Regions from separate parts of the Zea mays genome. Here region 1 is linked to region 2. The links are chromatin contacts, called in public Hi-C maps. All regions are on one chromosome and are shown on one strand. Each heading gives the region's core, a stretch centred on a gene start, on an enhancer-like site or on the middle of the called end of the contact. The rest is flanking DNA. Distances are from core to core; before and after follow the strand shown. Region 1 holds the start of LOC100217012 (putative protein of unknown function (DUF640) domain family protein). Region 2 holds the start of LOC103626653.

Region 1 (3,697 bases), core at 732-3,231, 320 kb after region 2:
AGCGTCCAGTCATCACCCGGCGGTTATTTCTAAAAACGCCGGCGTGCCATGTCATCACTCGGTCGTTATTTCCAAAACGGAGTCATGGTAAGCGTCCAGTGCTCATTTCAGCTAGTTGGGCCGGTGTGTACTATATGGTCCTGTTCCTAACACGGAGTCATGGTAAGTATAGGTGAGTACGACTTACAGGATGCGATGCGACGACCCCTGCGCTTCGACACGCACGGGCACGGCGCGTCCTGTCGTCACGATCCGATGCCGCACAGTCGGGCTGCTCCTGTTTCGGTGGCTCCTGCCGCTGCGGCCTGCGCGTCGGCTGGCCGGCCGGCCATCGTCCCCTACTACTACTACGTTTTGTTCTTTTGCGAGCGGCGACTGCACGCAGCGCCATGATCGTCGCTGTGAGGTGAGGTGACATCTCGCCTTCGAGAAAGCAGGAGCCCCGTCACTTCCGCTCGCATTAACGCCGCGGTCGGGCCCTGCAGACAGGAGAGACCGGCCATGGCGAAAAGACGGAGCAGAATGCTGAGGTGACAACTGATGTGACGACCTTTTGTGTAATGGGGACCGACAGACTCGTCGTCGTCGTCGTAGCTGCCTCGCCGTCTCTGCTTCTCTCTCCTCTGTCTAGGCCCCACGAGGCTGATATCTGCGCCGCATGCGGGACCCCCGAGCCTTATCAGTGTCTCCATACCCCATGTTGCACTGCACCTTGTATCACCTGTCACCTCTCTCCCTCTCCCTCCTTTCTTCTCAGCTTGCTGGCCATGAGACCGCTCTCCTCAACCCACCATATTTATCTGCCTCCTCTCGCCACATGCTCTCCTCCTCTGCCGGCTCAGTCGTGGGACGAGTTCCGATCCCGACCCCTAGCTTCCGCTCCCGATCCGTCGTCTCATCCTCTCCTACTTGCTGGTACGCTCTCTCGCCATGCGCTGCGCCTCCACTGATCAAATCCGTCGACCGCCTTTGTGGTTCTTGCAATCTTGCATGCAAGTTTCTAAAAGCTTTCTGTGATCTCGCTCTTCTTGCTTCCTCCTCTTGCATATCGTACACTGGGTCTGCATGCATCCGTGTCACCACCATATTCTATGCCCAGCCCACGGCTTGCACTGTTTGCTAGTCTACTCCTGCGCATACCATCTACTGTTCCTTCAGTCGATCGATCGATCGTGCTTTATTCGTGCGGTACTCAACTTCAAAAGGCAGTCACGCACGCACACATAGATTACTGCTAGTCCGCTGACCAGCCATGTTGGTTTGGGTTTAATCCATACGACTTCTACTATTTTTGTTTTTACAGTGTTTTTATGTCTATAAATTGCAGCTGCATCAATTTAAACAGTCGGTTTTAATCTAAAACCAATAGATAAAGGACCCTGCTCCATAAATTGGGGCGGCGACACTCGTTTCAGGGCTTGGGGGATCGATTTCAATTCGCCATTTCCATCTGGAAACTAGGGAGGGTAATGGATCAAATTTTAATTTAAAAATGAATAAAAATATAACGTGATGTCTTGATATCATCCTTAAATTTTATATAATCTAAAACTTTTTAGAGTCTATTACCACTCGCTAGGTGCGTTCTACAGTTCTCCGGCTTTTTGATCTATCCAGCCAGCCACACCAAACAAGAGAGCAGCCCGAGCTCCTTGGAAAATGGCGAAGTGTGCTGTAGATGTGGAGGACACCCGTCCAAATAATAATAATAATAATGCACAACACGTTCAAAAATATTTTTTAAAATGTAACTAAATTTATAGAAAATAGTATTAAAATTTATGTTTTTAAATAAATTATGTTATAAAAATATATTTTGTCACCAAATTAGCGATAACTATTACAATTTATAATTATATCAGTATTGTTTTTTATTTATATATAATAAATCTAGAAAAATGTGACTTCTACATGTACACAGACGCTGCCTGCAGGAAGAGTGTTCTAGTGTCGCCTCTGTTCGTCGAGCACCAACCTTGCACTTCTGTAGCTCGGCTCACTAGTGATTGAGTCGATTAAAGTTTGCAGTTTTGCTTTGCTTCCTTCCGTTCTCCGCATTTTCCTTGTGCGTTTTTTCTTTAACTTCAATGTGCGTCAGTTCGTTCTTGCATGTCTGCTGTCTGCTACGGATCAGCTCTAGATCATCAAACTGTGCTAGTCAATTCCAGATAGAGAGAGTAGGAGTAGGTATATCGCTACAGAGTGCAGGCATACAGGTTGGTGTGGCAGCTAGCTGAGTCTAGCCTGAAACCCTAGCTAGTTCATCGAGGATTCTGAATTCCTGGTCCGTCCCAGCTCCGTCGCCCCGGCCGGCCAAGAATAGATGAAGCGACTGATCCGACCAGCTCTTTGCTCCTTGCATTATTCGTCCTTTTTATTATACGTATAGTATAACCATAGCCAAATCGTTTCACTATCCAACCAGGCATGCGTCGTGCAGATCTGGTCGAGCTCGTGTTCGCGCTTCGCGGAGATCGTCAGGTGACCGAGCGAGCCATGGAGGTAGCCGGCGTCGTCGCGTCCGCGGCCGACAGCCCTGGCGCCGCGGCGGCGCGGCCGAGCCGGTACGAGTCGCAGAAGCGGCGGGACTGGCACACGTTCGGGCAGTACCTGCGCAACCACCGGCCGCCGCTGGAGCTGGCCCGGTGCAGCGGCGCGCACGTGCTGGAGTTCCTGCGCTACCTGGACCAGTTCGGCAAGACCAAGGTGCACGCGGCGCGGTGCCCCTTCTTCGGCCACCCGTCCCCGCCGGCGCCCTGCCCGTGCCCGCTCAAGCAGGCGTGGGGCAGCCTGGACGCGCTCGTCGGCCGCCTGCGCGCCGCGTTCGAGGAGCACGGGGGCCGGCCCGAGGCCAACCCCTTCGGCGCGCGCGCCGTCAGGCTTTACCTCCGCGAGGTCCGCGACAGCCAGGCCAAGGCGCGCGGCATCGCCTACGAGAAGAAGCGCCGCAAGCGCCACCCGCCGGCGCACCGCCAGCCCAAGCAGCAGCAGCAGCAGGACGGCCAGCACCAGCACCCGTCGCACGCCGCGCCGGGCACGGTGGCCGAGCCGCCGGCGCCGCACTTCTTGATCCCGCACGCGCACTTCCTCCATGGCCATTTCCTGGCGCCGGCGACCGAGCCCATCGACCCGGCCGCGGGCGGAGGTGGCGGCACTGGGGATGATATTGCGCTGGCAATGGCAGCCGCCGCCGAGGCGCACGCGGCCGGGTTCTTGATGCCGCTGTCCGTGTTCAACTAGCTAGCTTGCTTGCTTGCACCAGTACTTCTTCCACCGTTCCATCGGCTTAATTAGCAGAAATGCAAGAGTGATTAGGCACGTAAGTAAACTTGCAGGTTCTGCTAATGGCGACCGATTTGGTCTCGGCGTGCGCGCGCGATCTAAGTATGAGATGACACTGGCTGTGTGCCCCATCATCAACCGCTGCTACTGCCTGTCTGCCTGCCAGCCTTTTGGTTGTACTAGTGATTTTGCATGGTCTTGTGTATGCAGTGATCCATAGAATGGCAGGATTAGATGGCTTGTTCATTCTCCCTGGCGACGTTCTTCTTGGGGATTTCATGTGGTGTAAGGCTATCTCCAGAAAACCGTATATATATGAACATGCAAAGTAATGCTTTGCATTGAAATAGAGAGTAAGATATGGCGCAAGTAGAGCACAAGCACAACACACAAACGATTTATCTAATGGTTCAGT
Region 2 (3,932 bases), core at 1,038-3,537:
ACACAAGCAAATCTCCCTCACTAGTCACTAAGGCGTTGTGTGGAATTTGGAGAGGATTTGATCACTTGGGTGTGTCTAGAATTGAATGCTAGAGCTCTTGTAAGTGGTTGAAGTAGGAAAACTTGGATGACTTGAATGTGGGGTGGTTGGGGGTATTTATAACCCCAACCAGCAAACTAGCCGTTTGGTGGAGGCTGCTGTCGCATGGCGCACCGGACAGTCCGGTGCACCACCGGACACTGTCCGGTGCGCCAGCCACGTCACCAGGCCGTTGGGTTCCGACCGTTGGAGCTCTGACTGCTGGGCCCGCCTGGATGTCCGGTGGCACACCGGACATGTACTGTAGAGTGTCCGGTGCGCCACTTCGCGCATGCCTGACTTCTGCGCGCTCTGGCGCGCATTTAATGCTTCTGCAGGTGACCGTTGGCGCGAAGTAGCCGTTGCTCCGCTGGCTCACCGGACAGTCCGGTGCACACCGGACATGTCCGGTGAATTATAGCGGAGCGAATTCCCGAAGCTGGCGAGTTCAGAGTCGCTTCATTCCTGGAGCACCGGACACTGTCCGGTGAATTATAGTGGAGCGCCTCTGGATTTTCCCGAAGGTGAGGACTTCAGCGTGAAGTCCCCTGGTGCACCGGACAGTCCGGTGCGCCAGACCAGGGCACACTTCAATTGTTCCTTTGCTCTTTTGTTGAACCCAATTCTTGGTCTTTTTATTGGCTAAATGTGAACCTTTGGCACCTGTATAACTTATACACTAGAGCAAACTAGTTAGTCCAATTATTTGTGTTGGGCAATTCAACCACCAAAATCAATTAGGAAATAGGTGTAAGCCTAATTCCCTTTCACGTTGGCGACAACCATGAGGCCCCCTGCTTAACGATGGACAGCGTGGTGCAGCTGCTCTGGACCACGTCCAAGCGGCGGCTTCGCGGGAGCTTGTCATACACAGCGACACATGCGACCACGTAGGACTGCTTCTAGAGGTCGAACTGACAGTCGCCAAGCTTCTTCTCGTCATCGATAAGCGACGCCAATGCGAGTGTCTCTTGCTAATGGTGTTTGTTCGGGGTTTCAAGTAAGAAACATGGATTCATGCTTGGCGTTGGTTTATGAAAATGACTCACAAGTCTGATCCATGGGAAAAAATATTATGAAGAAAAAATGTCACGCATGCAAAAAAGGGAATTTAAGTATAACACATTATTCAAACAAAAGAAATTGTATGTAAAGCTCTTCTTTAAATAATATTACCTACATCAAAAAATATAATTCAAGAATCTCGGTGATACTTATCTACTACTACGCATTGTGCAAGGGTAGCAAGTGAGCTTGGTGAGAGATGTAGTAGATGTGTTTCCTGTCATAGATGTAGACATAAACACACATGTGGTGTAGCGGTAGCTACTCTTGGCCTTTGCTTGAGAGGTCACGGTTTGGTCACGGGTTCAAATCCCCCCTTGAGGACATGTGTGTTTTTTTAATTTTAGCTAGATGTGGGGCTGTACGGGGGAATGTGAATGGGCTTTGCGGGGAGGAGGAAATGAGAAAGACAGAACAAAGAATGAGAATGACAGACATGAGAATGGTGGCAGAACGGGAATGACAGAACAAGAATGGTGGCAGAACACGGGAATGACAGACTACTCTTGCAGCCTTAATAAATAGTAGAGATACGTGGACCATATGTTCACCTAATATTAAATTTATTTTTATGCTTTGTTTTGTCATTTTTAAACCGTTTATACTTCGTTTGACCTTTCTATAACTTTTACTTCGTTTTATAATTTTTAAAAACCGTTTTATTAACCAAATTTTGACCTTTCTATTTTCAAATTCTGAACTAAAACTACACAAAAAATCGGACTGGTTTTTTTATACCGGATCAAAGCGAGAAAACGGTAAATTGTTTTTACCGAAAACCGTTACTCGTCGACCGAGAAGTGAAACCATGGTCCACGTCACACCAACATTCTTTTTTCTCCCAGAATAAAACCAAGTGACGCACCGCTAACAAGCATTCCAGATGCGTACGTTTTGTCAAAGCTGCTCCTATAAATGTGTAAAAATCTAAAAATTAACGAGACCGCGCGCGCCAAATCAAACGAGAGTGCGGAGCTTGGGACCGACAGATACTCAAGGAGTTGTTTACTGTTGAGATGGCACTAGCTAGCTTGTAGACCGTGGACCGTTGACTTGCCACTTGCAGCGTTTTGCGCATTTCTAATTGACTTGACGACTGCGCATTTCCAATTGACTTGACCACCGGCACCACCACACTCTGATGCTCACCGCGCTCCGCAACGCCGTCGCCATTTATAGGAGTATCAGCTGTGCTCGCCCCTGCATGCATTTCTTGCTCCTTGGTGATGGTTGGAAGACACGGAGTTCCGTTCCGAGAAAGTGACGACGACAGCGGAGGCGTTCCCATGGCGACGTGGCAGGTCATCGTCGCCGTGGTCGAAGGAACGCGGCTGGCGCCAGACACCGCTGACTTGGAGGTAGGTAGACCGACCACCCGAGCTGCATCCACGTTCGTTGCCCTAGCTAGGCTATTAGCAGCTCAGCAGCCACACTCCGGTTACTGCAGACCAGCAGCAGCACCGCAGCCACGCAGCAGACGGACTCCACGGAGAAGACGGCGCTGGCCGTGGCCGCAACAGCCGCCGTCGACCTGACCAACCTGTTCTTCCTCCTCCGCGGCGACACCGACACCGACGCCGAGCGGCGACGGCGCTGGGGCTGGACCGGGGGAATCTGCGTGCTGTTCGCGTTCGCGGCTCTCCTTTCCGCCGCCGGCACCGTGCTCGCTCCGCACGTCGTGTCCGCGGCGCGCCGGCGGGTCCTCTTGGTGGCTTCCGCGGCGGCGCTGTTCGTGGCGTCGGCCGGCACAGTCCTCGTCCTGCTGTTGGTGGAGCTGGACGCGTAAAGGGTTGCGCCGTGCGGTCGCCTGGTGTTGCGGACTCGGTTCTCTAGCCCGGGCCGGGCCGACAAATTAAGCTAAGATGGGCCTAACGAAATGGGAATAGGGAAGCTGTAGTTTGGTCACGGCCCTGTTGCACCAATTTATTAGCCTTTCTTTTCTAATGCTTAAGTTGGCACGGACGCCGTTAGCCAAAATAGTTGGTGTGCTCGAGTTGTCATTTGTTAGCAAAAGTCACAGTAAGCCCCAAAGTCACAGTAAGCCCGCACATAATTTAAGAAAATAGTGCGGAACCCATGCTTTCCTTCGTAAGTAGCCCAAAAGGCAATTGAAGAAAGAGCTGGAGTTGTGAACATTCAGGCTTTCACACAGACCATGGATGTTAAGATAATTCACCAAGCTAGTGGATTATTCAAATACTTTAGTCTCATTTTACTGTAACTACAATAAGACAGTGGACTCTATGGTTACATTACATACCACTACACAATTTCTTTTTCAGAAGTTCTGACATATAGAACAACTCGTAGAGAGCACATGATATTTACACGGGCTAAGAGAAAGTGACCTTGCGTAGTTGCTCCAACACGGATAGGTTGGAAGTGCCAACTCTTTAGTACCTTGTCAAAATATTGAGGCGTTTCTAATGTTTTTAATTAAGCATTTATATTTATTTTAAGTATTTATATTTCTTGAATTGACATGCTAGACCTACAACTAGAGCACAACATTTTTAGGGTGTGTTTGGTTGAGTAGTGAAAGAGAATAGAGCAGCTCTATTACTATTTCTTTTGGATGTTTGGTTTTTAATGAAAGTGGAGCGAAGCGGCTCCTAGAGTCTTCATATGAAAATATATACCATAAATAGTTGAGATGCTTCCGCTCCACCAAAACGACCGGATGCGAGCGCTCTCCTGGACGCGAGCACTCTTCTGCCTCCCTCTCCACACTCATATGACTTGCAATCCAAACAAAGAATGGAGTGGTTCTGCTCTATTCTAAACCAAAC

The links. Hi-C and Micro-C count contacts between places; a contact is called where the count stands out from the background.
Region 1: a Hi-C map of tassel shows a contact between it and region 2, with 4 times the contacts expected there. The contact joins the promoter of LOC100217012 here to the promoter of LOC103626653 in region 2. A contact is called at or near these places in 2 of 25 Hi-C or Micro-C datasets (leaf and tassel).

The regions. Positions count from the first base shown.
Region 1 is chr5:85,226,498-85,230,194 of Zm-B73-REFERENCE-NAM-5.0, forward strand. It overlaps LOC100217012 (putative protein of unknown function (DUF640) domain family protein), which reads left to right and starts at 1,982. Exons shown (of 1, transcript NM_001143388.1): 1 at 1,982-3,446. The coding sequence starts at 2,428. The coding sequence ends at 3,240.
Region 2 is chr5:84,905,064-84,908,995 of Zm-B73-REFERENCE-NAM-5.0, forward strand. LOC103626653 reads left to right here and starts at 2,288. Exons shown (of 2, transcript XM_008647053.2): 1 at 2,288-2,501; 2 at 2,591-3,398. The coding sequence starts at 2,370. The coding sequence ends at 2,929.